4 separate regions of the Mus musculus genome follow, and regions 1, 3 and 4 are each linked to region 2. A link is a contact called in public Hi-C and HiChIP or PLAC-seq data. All regions are on one chromosome and are shown on one strand. Each heading gives the region's core, a stretch centred on a gene start, on an enhancer-like site or on the middle of the called end of the contact. The rest is flanking DNA. Distances are from core to core; before and after follow the strand shown. Region 1 has its middle 10 kb from the start of Gm19619. Region 2 holds the start of Cxcl1 (chemokine (C-X-C motif) ligand 1). Region 3 has its middle 17 kb from the start of Gm9958. Region 4 holds the start of Albfm1 (albumin superfamily member 1).

What was found. Hi-C and Micro-C count contacts between places; a contact is called where the count stands out from the background. HiChIP or PLAC-seq counts read pairs in DNA pulled down with a chosen protein or histone mark.
Region 1: a Hi-C map of liver shows a contact between it and region 2, with 2.0 times the contacts expected there. The contact joins the enhancer-like site here to the promoter of Cxcl1 in region 2. A contact is called at or near these places in 7 of 39 promoter capture datasets (the 3T3-L1 cell line, the C10 cell line, embryonic stem cells and 3 more), 1 of 484 Hi-C or Micro-C datasets (liver) and 1 of 115 datasets of contacts at active chromatin or transcription factors (pancreatic cancer cells).
Region 3: an H3K27ac HiChIP or PLAC-seq map of embryonic stem cells shows a contact between it and region 2, with 2.3 times the contacts expected there. The contact joins the enhancer-like site here to the promoter of Cxcl1 in region 2. A contact is called at or near these places in 8 of 39 promoter capture datasets (the 3T3-L1 cell line, 3T3-L1-derived adipocytes, the HPC-7 cell line and 4 more), 7 of 484 Hi-C or Micro-C datasets (the G1E-ER4 cell line, the HPC-7 cell line, LSK cells and 3 more), 1 of 115 datasets of contacts at active chromatin or transcription factors (embryonic stem cells) and 2 of 9 other capture datasets (liver and macrophages).
Region 4: a contact with region 2 is called in a Hi-C map of liver, with 5 times the contacts expected there. The contact joins the promoter of Albfm1 here to the promoter of Cxcl1 in region 2. A contact is called at or near these places in 9 of 39 promoter capture datasets (the C10 cell line, the HPC-7 cell line, embryonic stem cells and 5 more), 1 of 15 datasets of contacts at CTCF or cohesin (the NIH/3T3 cell line) and 2 of 484 Hi-C or Micro-C datasets (both in liver).

The regions. Positions count from the first base shown.
Region 1 is chr5:91,291,979-91,294,749 of GRCm38.p6, reverse strand. No RefSeq gene overlaps it. Among named protein-coding and RNA genes, the nearest start is that of Gm19619, 10 kb to the right of the region's middle. Within about 2 kb of position 1,434, at least 21 of the 459 cell types and tissues checked have an H3K27ac peak or open chromatin away from gene starts, as enhancers often do. A contact at or near this core is called in liver, where this site is marked.
Region 2 is chr5:90,889,838-90,892,789 of GRCm38.p6, reverse strand. It overlaps Cxcl1 (chemokine (C-X-C motif) ligand 1), which reads right to left and starts at 1,545. Exons shown (of 4, transcript NM_008176.3): 1 at 1,410-1,545; 2 at 1,197-1,320; 3 at 1,001-1,081; 4 at 1-282. The coding sequence starts at 1,479. The coding sequence ends at 267.
Region 3 is chr5:90,382,081-90,384,943 of GRCm38.p6, reverse strand. No RefSeq gene overlaps it. Among named protein-coding and RNA genes, the nearest start is that of Gm9958, 17 kb to the right of the region's middle. Within about 2 kb of position 1,398, at least 33 of the 459 cell types and tissues checked have an H3K27ac peak or open chromatin away from gene starts, as enhancers often do. A contact at or near this core is called in the G1E-ER4 cell line, the HPC-7 cell line and embryonic stem cells, where this site is marked.
Region 4 is chr5:90,559,807-90,562,739 of GRCm38.p6, reverse strand. Albfm1 (albumin superfamily member 1) reads right to left here and starts at 1,531. Exons shown (of 14, transcript NM_001252661.1): 1 at 1,423-1,531. The coding sequence starts at 1,507.

The DNA of each region.
Region 1 (2,771 bases), core at 185-2,684, 400 kb before region 2:
TTAGGGGCATCAGATCTTTAGGATTATGGCTTGATTTTCTACTTCTTGCCTTTTCCCAAAGGACTGGTTTGGAAAGATCAAATATTTCAAGATAACTCTGATACCGGTTGAATATAATTCGAAAATGAATTTCAGATAGACAGGTTTGTTCTGTGATAAGCAGATGTACATCACGGTGACATAATTGCTTTGGCACACATCCTTCTTCTACAGTCTTCCTTCTAGCCAGGTCTCTTAACATGTATGGGCCAATCTATTGCAGTGGCGAGACCCCCTCTTTCCTTCCCTTCATCTCAAGGTATTTCCTTAGTGCCCAAAACCATGGTCAGAAAGCTACAAAGGTGATACTTTCTTAAAAAGCTAGAATTTGGAGTGGGTGGGTTCCTGGTGGCTTAGTTTCAAGTTCATGCTACCTGGCTATAATTAAATCTTTTCTTCTTCTATATCTGATCAAGCCCTGCACCTTGCCTCACAACTCCAATTCATTTGTGTCTCCTCACTGTCCCAGCATGAAAACCCTGGTTTAATCCCAATCTTCCATACTTGACTTTACACTGGAGCTCAGGAACACAGGCAACTAGACTATACCCTACGGATGGATCTCTGACTACTGAACTAAATTCCTAAATTAGGTTAAGGATCCAGCTGTGTGATAGTAATACAGAGTGATCCGGGCCTGGACAAAATAGCATCCAGTGTGAGACAAGATGTGCCAAAGATCCATTTTAAGTTAAGAAAGCCCCTCCTGGAATGGGTGGGCAAATGGAAGTGCTCAGAGAGGAACTGGTGTGCTGAGCGGAAGGAGGGTAGGCTAAGTTCAGCCTCAAGACACACAACAGGATTCAGTACCTTTGCTCTTTTTTGGAGAAGAATTAGGTTTTGGATCTGATATTTCCTTTTAGAACCGTAAATTCCTTTCTACATTTCTCTGCACAATGAAAGTCCAATGAAAGACTGAGGAATGAGGACTCAGAAACCTGCTCCTTTAAAATATCTTACTCACTTTGGCAAGGAATGAAAGGCAGATAAGTTGATACATATATTCAATCAGTGTATATGACTTGCCATAATCCCACTGGATGAAGACAGAGATTCAAGTTAAGAACTGAAGTTGTACTTAGTAGAAGGCAAATGGATATTTACGGAGAAGCAGGTGTGCACACTGAGGAGGTCTTTTTTTTTCTTTTCTGGCAGTCTTATATCTAAGTCAGCATCCTGTAATAAGGAAGAGCTTAGCATCAGATCACAAGAGGACCAGCCAACCTCACAAGGTTTATTGCCAGCTCAGGTGCATGTGACTGTCATTATTTTTCACATATGAACAGGTTTCCGTCCTAAGAGCAGAAATTGTGACTATCTGTCCCTGCAAATACTTGCCAACCAGTCCAGAGGTGACCTGTGAGCTTCCTTTCTACCTGTTTCATCACTCAGGAGAATCATTTACCAAATAGGAGGTGGCCCAGCTTTGTGCATGCCTTGGGAAGGTGACTTCAGAGAACACAGAGAACCTGAGCAATAATTTTTACTGCTTTAGGTTTTCCATAGCTGTCACGAGGCAGTGGGGTAATTAGCGGTCAAACTCTTCAGTGTAGCAGTCCTCTCGGAAAGTCCTTAGGTCAGATCATTTTTCCAGGTCAGGTCACTTCTCCTGAGACTCTGGAAAGCCCAGTCTCACTGGCGGAAATGAGGAGGGGAGTACATTGTGCAGTTAACATTAGCTTCCTCTGGGCATTACCCTGTCTTGTACCTCCAAGTCTGTGTACGACCAGGTCACCCAGAAGAGGCACATAAACTTCTAAGAGGCACATAAGCAGCATATTTCTAGATCTTTATTCCATTCCATTCTTTCACTGAACAATTTAAAAAGCAGCTATTTTTTTTTATACTCTGTATATAACAACTTTAAAAACTGAAAGCAACTCTGGAGATTCATCTCCAAAGCTTATTAGAAAACATTTCTGTCTTTGTGATTTTACCCCAATTCTAGGCTGAGTTTTAGACATATGTGGAATCTGATCGTGGAAAGCAAGCAGATCCCACGGTGTCACACATCTGTCCTTATTACTTAGCCATAAGGATAAACAAATCAATGCAATGAGAGAGATAACGTGGGACAGATTAAGAATGATTATGTTCATTAAAACATTAAAGTCAAGGAACTTTAGTTAGTTTTTACTTTGCATCTTTGTAGGGTTTAAAGTTATCTGTGATGATTCTTAGCTCTAAGACTTCCCTTTTGTGATCTAAGGGGACCTGGAGTTACCCATGTCACAGTGCGCACAGCGATCATTCACTATTTAATCCAGACTGGGCTAAGACCTGTTTTACCAGGCGAATTGTGTATTCATCTGAGGTTTGGAAGAAAACAGGAAATGAACTTGGATTCTATCTTTAATTTAGGAAAAAGACTTTTTCAACTAAAAAATAAATATTAAGATGTCATTTAAAACAGTCCTTGGAAGAAATGATGAACAGAAATATCTGTAACCCTGAGCAGGGGTAGTTTTAGGTGAAGTCAAGCAGCACGAATCCAGGGACGGGAAAGCAGTGAGAAGAACTGCACAGCACAGGAAGAGCATGAGAAACGAAGGAGGCAAATCACCGGCCTGTGGAGACTGGGGGGCTGGGCGGAGGATTGCAGCTATACCTGGGAAATAATAGTTTGATTAACTATGAAGAGAATGATAGTTTAGAAATAATTTAACACCTAACTAAAGAAGATAGCACAACATGTATAACATCACGGTCATCAGGCCACTCGTATTACAGGA
Region 2 (2,952 bases), core at 296-2,795:
TGGTTGACACTTAGTGGTCTCCCAATAAATATTAGTTTAATGAAATATTTTAAGCCTACCCATCTTTAAACTGAACAAGCAGAACTGAACTACCATCGATGAAATGTATCCACACTGTTAAATATTAATGTAAAATAAAAACCACACACTTTGTGGAATAAATAAATACATAAATAAATAGGACCCTCAAAAGAAATTGTATAGTGTTGTCAGAAGCCAGCGTTCACCAGACAGGTGCCATCAGAGCAGTCTGTCTTCTTTCTCCGTTACTTGGGGACACCTCTGCAATCAGAAAAGAGTCATTGTTACAAATAGTCATCAAAGCCTTTCTTCTTTTATTCCAGCCCCTGAGGCTCCAGATGGGCTTTCTACATGTCTACACTTGCACCCAGAGTTCTGTACTGTCGGTTCCTGTGGAGTCAATCACTTGACTTGGAAAACAAAAACAAACAAAAACAAAAACAAACAAACAAAAACCTACTTCAGCATGGGTTAATTTACAAGTGTGACTTTAATCCTCTCTCACTCACAACTCTGTGATATAGCTGCTATTATCTCCCCTACTTGGCTTAAATTCAATAAATTATGTAACATTCACAGAGACCTTAGCCTTGAACTCAGGGAAATCTCACTGGCAAAAGAAGGCTCGGGCATGCTTTGCCAGCCCCTAAGGAGACTTTTAAAGGCTATTGGCGACTTCTCCATCTTTTAGGAACTGTTGCCACTGACCATTTGCATAGGGGTTTTGAGTGTGGTAATAATTATACACAATAGTAATTGTGTAATATACAATAGTAATTGTGTCCAAGAGGACACAATTCTCTAGCATCAGAACCAATTAATGATCTCAAATTAAGGTCAATTACCAAAATAATAACCACAACTTTCCGACCTCCTGATAAACACAGACTTTCCTTGATAGAATTAACGTTCAGGGGTCATATGCCAGTACTCCCACCCTTGACTCTAGTCTCGGGTACAAACACAAGTCACAACTCACTTTAGCATCTTTTGGACAATTTTCTGAACCAAGGGAGCTTCAGGGTCAAGGCAAGCCTCGCGACCATTCTTGAGTGTGGCTCTGCAGAGAGAAGGATAGACCCACATGTTAGGCATTCCCACTAGGAGAAGTGTGGGGGCGCGGGAGGGTTTGGGCGAGTCTGGAAGTGGCAGAAGCTAACCGGGAAGATACTCACATGACTTCGGTTTGGGTGCAGTGGGGCCCTGAGGGCAACACCTTCAAGCTCTGGATGTTCTTGAGGTGAATCCCAGCCATGGTCTGCAGGCACTGACAGCGCAGCTCATTGGCGATAGGCGCCCCTATGGGAGAAGACTCTTGGTCAGCGGGACTGTGGGAGGCTGCGCTCACCAGAGGTCCCTCCTCCCCCAGTGGCAGTGGCGAGACCTACCTGTGGCCAGGCGGCTGGTGGCCAGCAGCAGCAGCGCTGCACAGAGAAGCGAGCGGGTGGCTGGGATCATGGTGCTGTGTTGGAGTGTGGCTGGAGTCTGGAGTGCTGGAACTGGTTAGAGGCTCTGAGTCCTGTTGTGGAGCTCTAGGGCTCCCGCGAGCCCCTTTTATGCTCGAAACTCCAGAGCTCCGGGCCAGGGAAATTCCCGGAGTACAGGGTGTTTCCCTGCAACCGGAAAGGACATCGCTCCTCCCCCTTGCTCCACTCCCAAGGATTAGACTCTGGGATTTTTGCTTTTTGCCCCAAAGTCCCAAAGGGGAGGGAGTGACGTGCTTCGCTGGACAAGTGACGGCTGGGGGGTTGGGGGGGGGAGGAGTAGTGAGACTTCAGAGTCTCCAGTGCTCAGGGCGAGGTGGGTCACACGCGTTATGTGCACGTGGGCGCCACGCCACCTAGGATTCCACTTGGTGTACTACAGTGATTTGCGGGGATGGAAGCTTGTCTTGTTTTTTGAGTGTGGCAGATTAACGCATTCTTTAAAAAGACATCTACCCTCTCTTATCCCACGTGAGGTGGTTTGCTTTTGCCAACTGTTTTTGTGGTAAATCACAGTTGGTGGTTTGTATCAGGGAGGCATGTGAAGAGGGTGAGGAGAAAGATCACTGTCAAGGTTAGGTCCCTGTTTATTTTAGAATGCTGTAGCAATCTCCTCTTTGTTTTTTGAGCTTGGGAACTTCCCGAAAGTCCGAACTCCCGGTGTGGTTCCTGAAGCATCCCTACCCTGCTGTATAGCAGGTCATATTTTGTTTTGACTAAGGAAAGTCCACGGGAAAGCTGTGGGTTTTTTTCTGGGCTGAGGAGGGGGTTCCTAGATATAAAAGGCCACAGATGTCACAAGCACCAGTCTAACAGCAAAGGGCTATGGCTTTATATAACTATTAGTCTACTTGTACAACTATTTTCATGCTATCTGAATCTATCTGTATTGTAAAACTGAGTCTTTGAATATTATTATTATTATTATTATTATTATTATTATTATTATTAATTACTACTCAGGGTTACCTAGAACTAGCTATTGAACTTCCAAGCCTTCTCCTCCCACCTTCCAAGTGCTTCTTAGACTCAGGAGCCAATACACCAGACTTAGATAATTACTGACATATTTGTTGCTCTCTATTTAAACAATTTCAGAATCTGCCTGAATGCAGTCTTAGGTCTCCAGATTGTTGTCGTTATTGTTGTTTGTTTGTTTGTGTTTGTTTTTGTCATTGTTGGTATTTGAATGTAGATCCTAGCTGAACATCCATTGATTCTATGTCTCTGTGAGGGAGAACTGGAGCTATCATGTAAGAAACCCTTGGTCTGGGTGTACTCTACATGTGGAGCTACAGAGGCAGCCTGACTATTAGGATTAAAACTTCAGCTTCAACGAGTCCCCACGCAATGGTCACTGGCAATCTCTCCAACCTCAAGTATGTTTCTCATCTGTAAAAGAAAGCCAATAGTAGCATTTGCTTCACAGAGCTGATATACTAAGATG
Region 3 (2,863 bases), core at 149-2,648, 510 kb after region 2:
TCTGTATCCATTTCTCTGTTGAGGGACATTTGGGTTCCTTCCAGCCTCTGGCTATTATAAATAAGGCTGCTATGAACATAGTGGAGCATGTGTCCCTATTACAAGTTGGAACATCTTCTGGGTATATGCCCAGGAGTGGTACTGCTGGATCTTCTGGTAGTACTATGTGCAGTTTTCTGAGGAACAGCCAAACTGATTTCCAGAGTGGTTGTACCAGCTCGCAATCCCACCAGCAATGGAGGAATGTTCCTCTTTCTCCACATCCTTGCCAGCATCTGCTGTCACCTGAGTTTTTGATCTTAGCCATTCTGACTGGTGTGAGGTGGAATCTCAAGGGTTGTCTTGATTTGCATTTCCCTGATGATTAAGGAGGTTGAACATTTTTTTTAGGTGCTTCTCAGCCATTCCTCAGTTAAGAATTCTTTGTTTACCTCTGTACCCCATTTTAATAGGGTTATTTGGTTTTCTGGAGGGGTTTATTTTATTGTATTTGGGTTTGTTGTTGTTGTTTGTTTGTTTGTTTGTAGAGACAGGATCTTACTGTGTATCTCTGGCTGTTCTGGAGCTCACTTACATAGACACTCCAACCACTCACTCTAGGCCCTGTTCTATTTTTGGGAAAGGGGATTGGATCTTCTATTCTGATCTTTTGCTTGGTATGTTGCCTTATGTGTCAGAATCATTCTGTTTTTGTCACTATGGCTCTGTAGAATACTTTGAGATTGGGTATTGCGATCCAGTGTTTTTTTTTCTGCTTAGGATTGTGTTAGCTATTTAGAGTTTCTGTGTTTCCATGTGAGTTTTGAAATTTGTTTCTAACTCTGTGAAAAAAAAATAAATGGCATTAGGACTTTAATGGGATTTCACTGAATCTGTAGTTAGCTTTTAGCTTATTTCATTATATTAATTCTGCCTATCCATGAACAAAGGAGAGCTTCTTACCTTCTAGTGTCTTCATTAATTTTTCTTTCAACATCTTAAAGTTTTCTGTGTAAAGAACTTTCACCTCCTTGGTTAAGTTTATTTCTAGGTATTTTTTTTATAACTAATGTGAGAGAGATTTTCTTCCTTCATTTTCTTAGAAAGAAAATGGTCACAGTTATAGAGTTGATAAGTCATATGTCTTAGTCATCAATCTTACAGGGAAATTAGCTGTATAGTAAAAGTTTTATGTACCCTTTTTTCAAATCAGAAAATATAGACACAATTCCCATTGGTTTTCTTTATGCATAGTACACCACTATCTTTGATACAAGCCAGATCCTGGAGGAGATCCAAAATGACTCAAAGCAGGTATGGACATCCCTGGATACAAAGTTTCTACCGTTTGTATAGCTGCCACCACCTGGCACCACACAAGTCTCCAATGTTGATACACAGTGAGTAAGCAAGCCTTCTACTAGAAGATCAGCTGATTTCAGTATCTAGCCACAAGTCCTTAAAATGTTTTTCCTGTACCTTTCACCAGTACTTGCCTTGTTTGACAAAGTATTTCCCACTCACCACTTCTTATCATTTTCTTGCATTTCCTTTTTGCAGATCAATAGACATGTCCTCTGTCTTCCAGACTTAAGTAAGGAGCTAAGAATGGCAGCCAAGTCTTACAGAGATATCTCCAGTAGGGGGCCACCTTCCCAGGGCCACAGTGGGTAGAGAGTAAAACTACATGCAACAGTCTCCGGATCACCTTTAGAAACATGTCTGAGCTTGTCCTCTGTTCTCTTACTTTAACTGTAAGCACTCTCTCCCTTGAAGACACAACCTTCCCTCAGCCCCTTTTAAGGGCAGAACTGTGGACAGGTAAGAAAGAAGGTTTTCTCTGATGACTTTCATTTTCTTAGCAAAGCTTGAGAGGTGAGCATTTTTATAAAGTGACTGGCTAGTTGAAGCATCCATAATTTGAGCAGTATTATAGTCTATCTCTAACCAATCAGTAAGCCTTATTAACTCACTTCTACATTTTACTTGAATTCCACCACTGCTACTGACCTCCCTGCTTAGGTAATGGTCTAAGACAGCATAGTATCTTTCTTGGATCTACCAAGTTAGCCTCCAGCTAGTAGACATGTGTCCTTTGGGCTACTTCCACAGAGGCAACTAACATCTTCAAAGCACAGATCATAGCATGCTCTGAAATACATCTCCTTCCCAGTGTACCTTTCTTTGAATAAAGATAGAAATCCTTACAATACCACTCTATGACTGTCCTTTTAATTCATTTTATGGTGTGTGTGTGTGTGTGTGTGTGTGTGTGTGTGTGTGTGTGTATGTTCTGCATGCATACTTGTGCCCCTGGAAGTCAGAAGGATAGCAGATCCCTTGGAGTGGTAGTTATAGGGGGTTGTAAGCCACATGACATTAGCCCTGGGATCTGAACTGTGATCTTCTGGCAGAGCAGTAAACACTCCAACTGGTGAGCCATTCTTCTAGGCCCTCTGATTAGCCTTTGCTTGCTTCTTAGACCCACCTGGCAACATGATCTCCATAGTTCTCTGAAGTAGTGAGAATAACAACCTCTTTTCATTCTTTGGCACTGGCATGATTTAAGCTTTAGGCACATCAGGGCCCAGGCCTGATTTTGTTCACTGTTGTATCAAGTTCTAGTCCCATAATTAGTACATACATGGTAGGTTCTCAATAAGTGTCTCTTGAATACCTGAAAAATTTAGCTCACTACTCTTGAAGATGAAGAAGATGATTCAGACTCTGTGATTCCACTCACAGCAGCTACCCAGTGCTCAGGACTGTTCCTTAATCTATACAATAATGAGTTGCTTGATTTGTAAAACAGAAACTCTTCACTTTGAGGATAGATATAGATATAGATATAGATATCCTAGATTTATTGTAATAGCTCTAGCTC
Region 4 (2,933 bases), core at 282-2,781, 330 kb after region 2:
ATTGCCCTCTGTTCACAGTCACACAACGGACTCTGAATTCTTTAAAGTTAGTGATTTGGTTAAACTCTTTGATTATTTCATTATAAGCTATTAGCACAATCGAAAGTAAATGTCAGGGCTAGGGAACAAAATCCCAGAGATTAATAGTCTAACGTTCTTGATTTGGCAAAGAACGAGTCTTCCACACTCTGTGAGGGAGATTGCATCTCCACCAGCCACTCACTATACACACACACACACTCATACACAGACACACACATTCACACACACACAAACATACTCTCACACACACACACTCACAGAGACACACACATTCACACACACAAACATACTCTCTCTCACAACACACATACTCACACACACACATACACACACACACACACACACACACACACACACACACACACACATACACCTCGATGGAGCTGTGTCTTTCTTCTTACACTAACGGTTTCCAAAGAACCAAGCAGCTTTCTTTTACGTAAGCAACCATTAGCAATTACCATTGCTGCACAAAAGTAAAGGTTTTAAAGGCAACTCTTTAGATTTCAACTTCTATTTATAAAACGCATTTGCATGTACGTGTGAAGTTTTAGCGCTTTGTGTGGGTACGAAGAGCGAATGAGGGGCTGGGAAAATGACTCAGTCAGTAGAGCACTCGCTGTACAATCATAAAACTGTGAGCCTGGATGCCAGGAACCTACTTTCGAGACCCAGCAAGTACCTTGAGTCTCTTATCCCATTATTGCTGCAGGAGGATCCCTGGAGCTCACTGGCCAGACATTCTAGCCAATCAGTAATCTCCAGGCTCAGTAATCGCCAGACATTCTAGCCAATCAGTAATCTCCAGGCTCAGTAATCTCCAGACATTCTAGCCAATCAGTAATCTCCAGGCTCAGTAAGAACCTATCTCAGAAAATTAAGGTTGAAGAGCAACTGAGGAAGACACCCTATGCCAACCTCCAACCTATACATACATGTGCACATACGCGTATGTACAGAACACACACATGTAAAAGATTATTAAATGAAAACACGTGTCAAGGGGTAAGCATATTGCCTTGTAATAACAGGTAATAATGTAGCTTCCAGGATTATTCCCGAGTCGTTCCCATTTTTTGCTCTATTTGAATTCACTTTAGCCAGTTTCAAACATTGGCTTAAACGAAGCAGTCTCTCATCTAGACTGGGGACAAAGAAGGGAAGCTTAAAGTGGGGTAGTCCCAGAGGAGTGGCCTCAACGTACAGGCCTGTTTCTCAGGCCATTCCACTCACAGGTGTCTAGCAAGTGTCAATGACTGTTTTTTGACAGCGATGACCACTGAGAAAGATAAGGCTCTCCACACACGTGTTAGTGACTGTCATGGTTCCTCATATAATCCTTACACATAGGCCACACAGGCAGCAGATGGGATTTCCTACCTGCATGTAGTAAACTTGTTTGGAGAGACTCACATTTACTGTAGCTGAAGAAAACAATGAAGGGTAGAGCTTTAAGAACCTCCATTGTTTCAGATGAAGTTCCGCCGTTTGAGAGGAATGATGGTGTTTATATTCTTTTCCAGCAATTATCATTAACCGTTAGCTTTTCTAGTGAATATTAGTTTTTCTTAAGGCTCCCATGGACTGTCATGAAACCGGACAAACTCAGGACAGTGAAGAAATGTCCGTGTTTGTTAATGAATACAGGAATTTAAAGCAGATCATGTCGACCTATGATATGTTTGAGATTGCAACACACAGGCCTCGTGCTAGCAAACGATGCACCTGTTTGGTAAATGCCAGTCTACAGTATCTCGTTTCATAGAAATGCCTGTTTACATGTGCAAAGTTCTAAAGAGGCAAAGAGAAAGCAAACATGAACTGCCTTTGACTGGGCAAGTGGACTGGACTCAGGTGTCAATGCCAACACTGGCATTGCCAAGACCCTGGAGAGGGGAGAGGTGGAGGGCACAGCCAAGCCAGCAAACACAAAGGACTCCTATCCCTGAGTGCTGGTTGTCAATCAGGACCATCATGTGACTTTCACTCACACACGTCACCACTGCCTAAATGGAAAATTAAGACCAATTCTTTTTTTTTCCTTGAAAATCTCAAATAAAAAGTTTAATTTTAGAATCCAAGCTCATCATTTATATAAATACACTAAAGCATAGTCCTTGCAAACTCAGAAATTCAAAAAAAAACATTTTTTTTCTAAAAGGTCAGAGGCAAATGAGTGATTTGTTTCACCCATATTTAATTGATTTGAAATGAGGAAATGAAAAACCTTTTAGAGTTATAAGCAGAAACTTTAGAGTCCGGTAAAGAATCTGATAGCTGATACTTCATGTTGATATCTTTGGGATTCTATAAAGTCCCAATGATGGTTGGGGCTTCCCTATCATAGGAAAAACAAATCAAAATGCCTAAGGCTTTTCTCATGACTGCAATAAACAAGCACTTTCCCTGTCAACAGGCGACCCCTTCAAAGTAGAATCTGAGCTATATCTGGTCAAACTGTGAGGGGTCAGTGCGTACTTCTTATGAGATGGCTTTATTGTATAGAGACACAAAAGTAAATCAGAGGCATGGAGGTTTGATCAACAGGCCATCTGTTGTCAACGTGTCATACCATGCACTGGCGAAGTCCTAAGCATGATGCTAAGACCCAGATCCAATTTCAAGGAGCTCATGAAAAACGGGGTATCTCTGAGTTAACTGGCCGTGGAAAACCTGAATGCATCATCTGACGCGGGAACCTTCTCATGACCCACACTCCGTGATATGCCCAAGTTCAGTTTTGCTTTCAGATGCCTGGTTCTGTAACGTGCACAGCTTCCAGAATATTCTCTCTTCGGCATACTGTGGAGCCTGTGGTTAAGAACTGTTCAGTCAGGATGGCTTAGCCGCCACCGCCTATTTGCAGGTTTCGTTTATCAGACACAGAAACT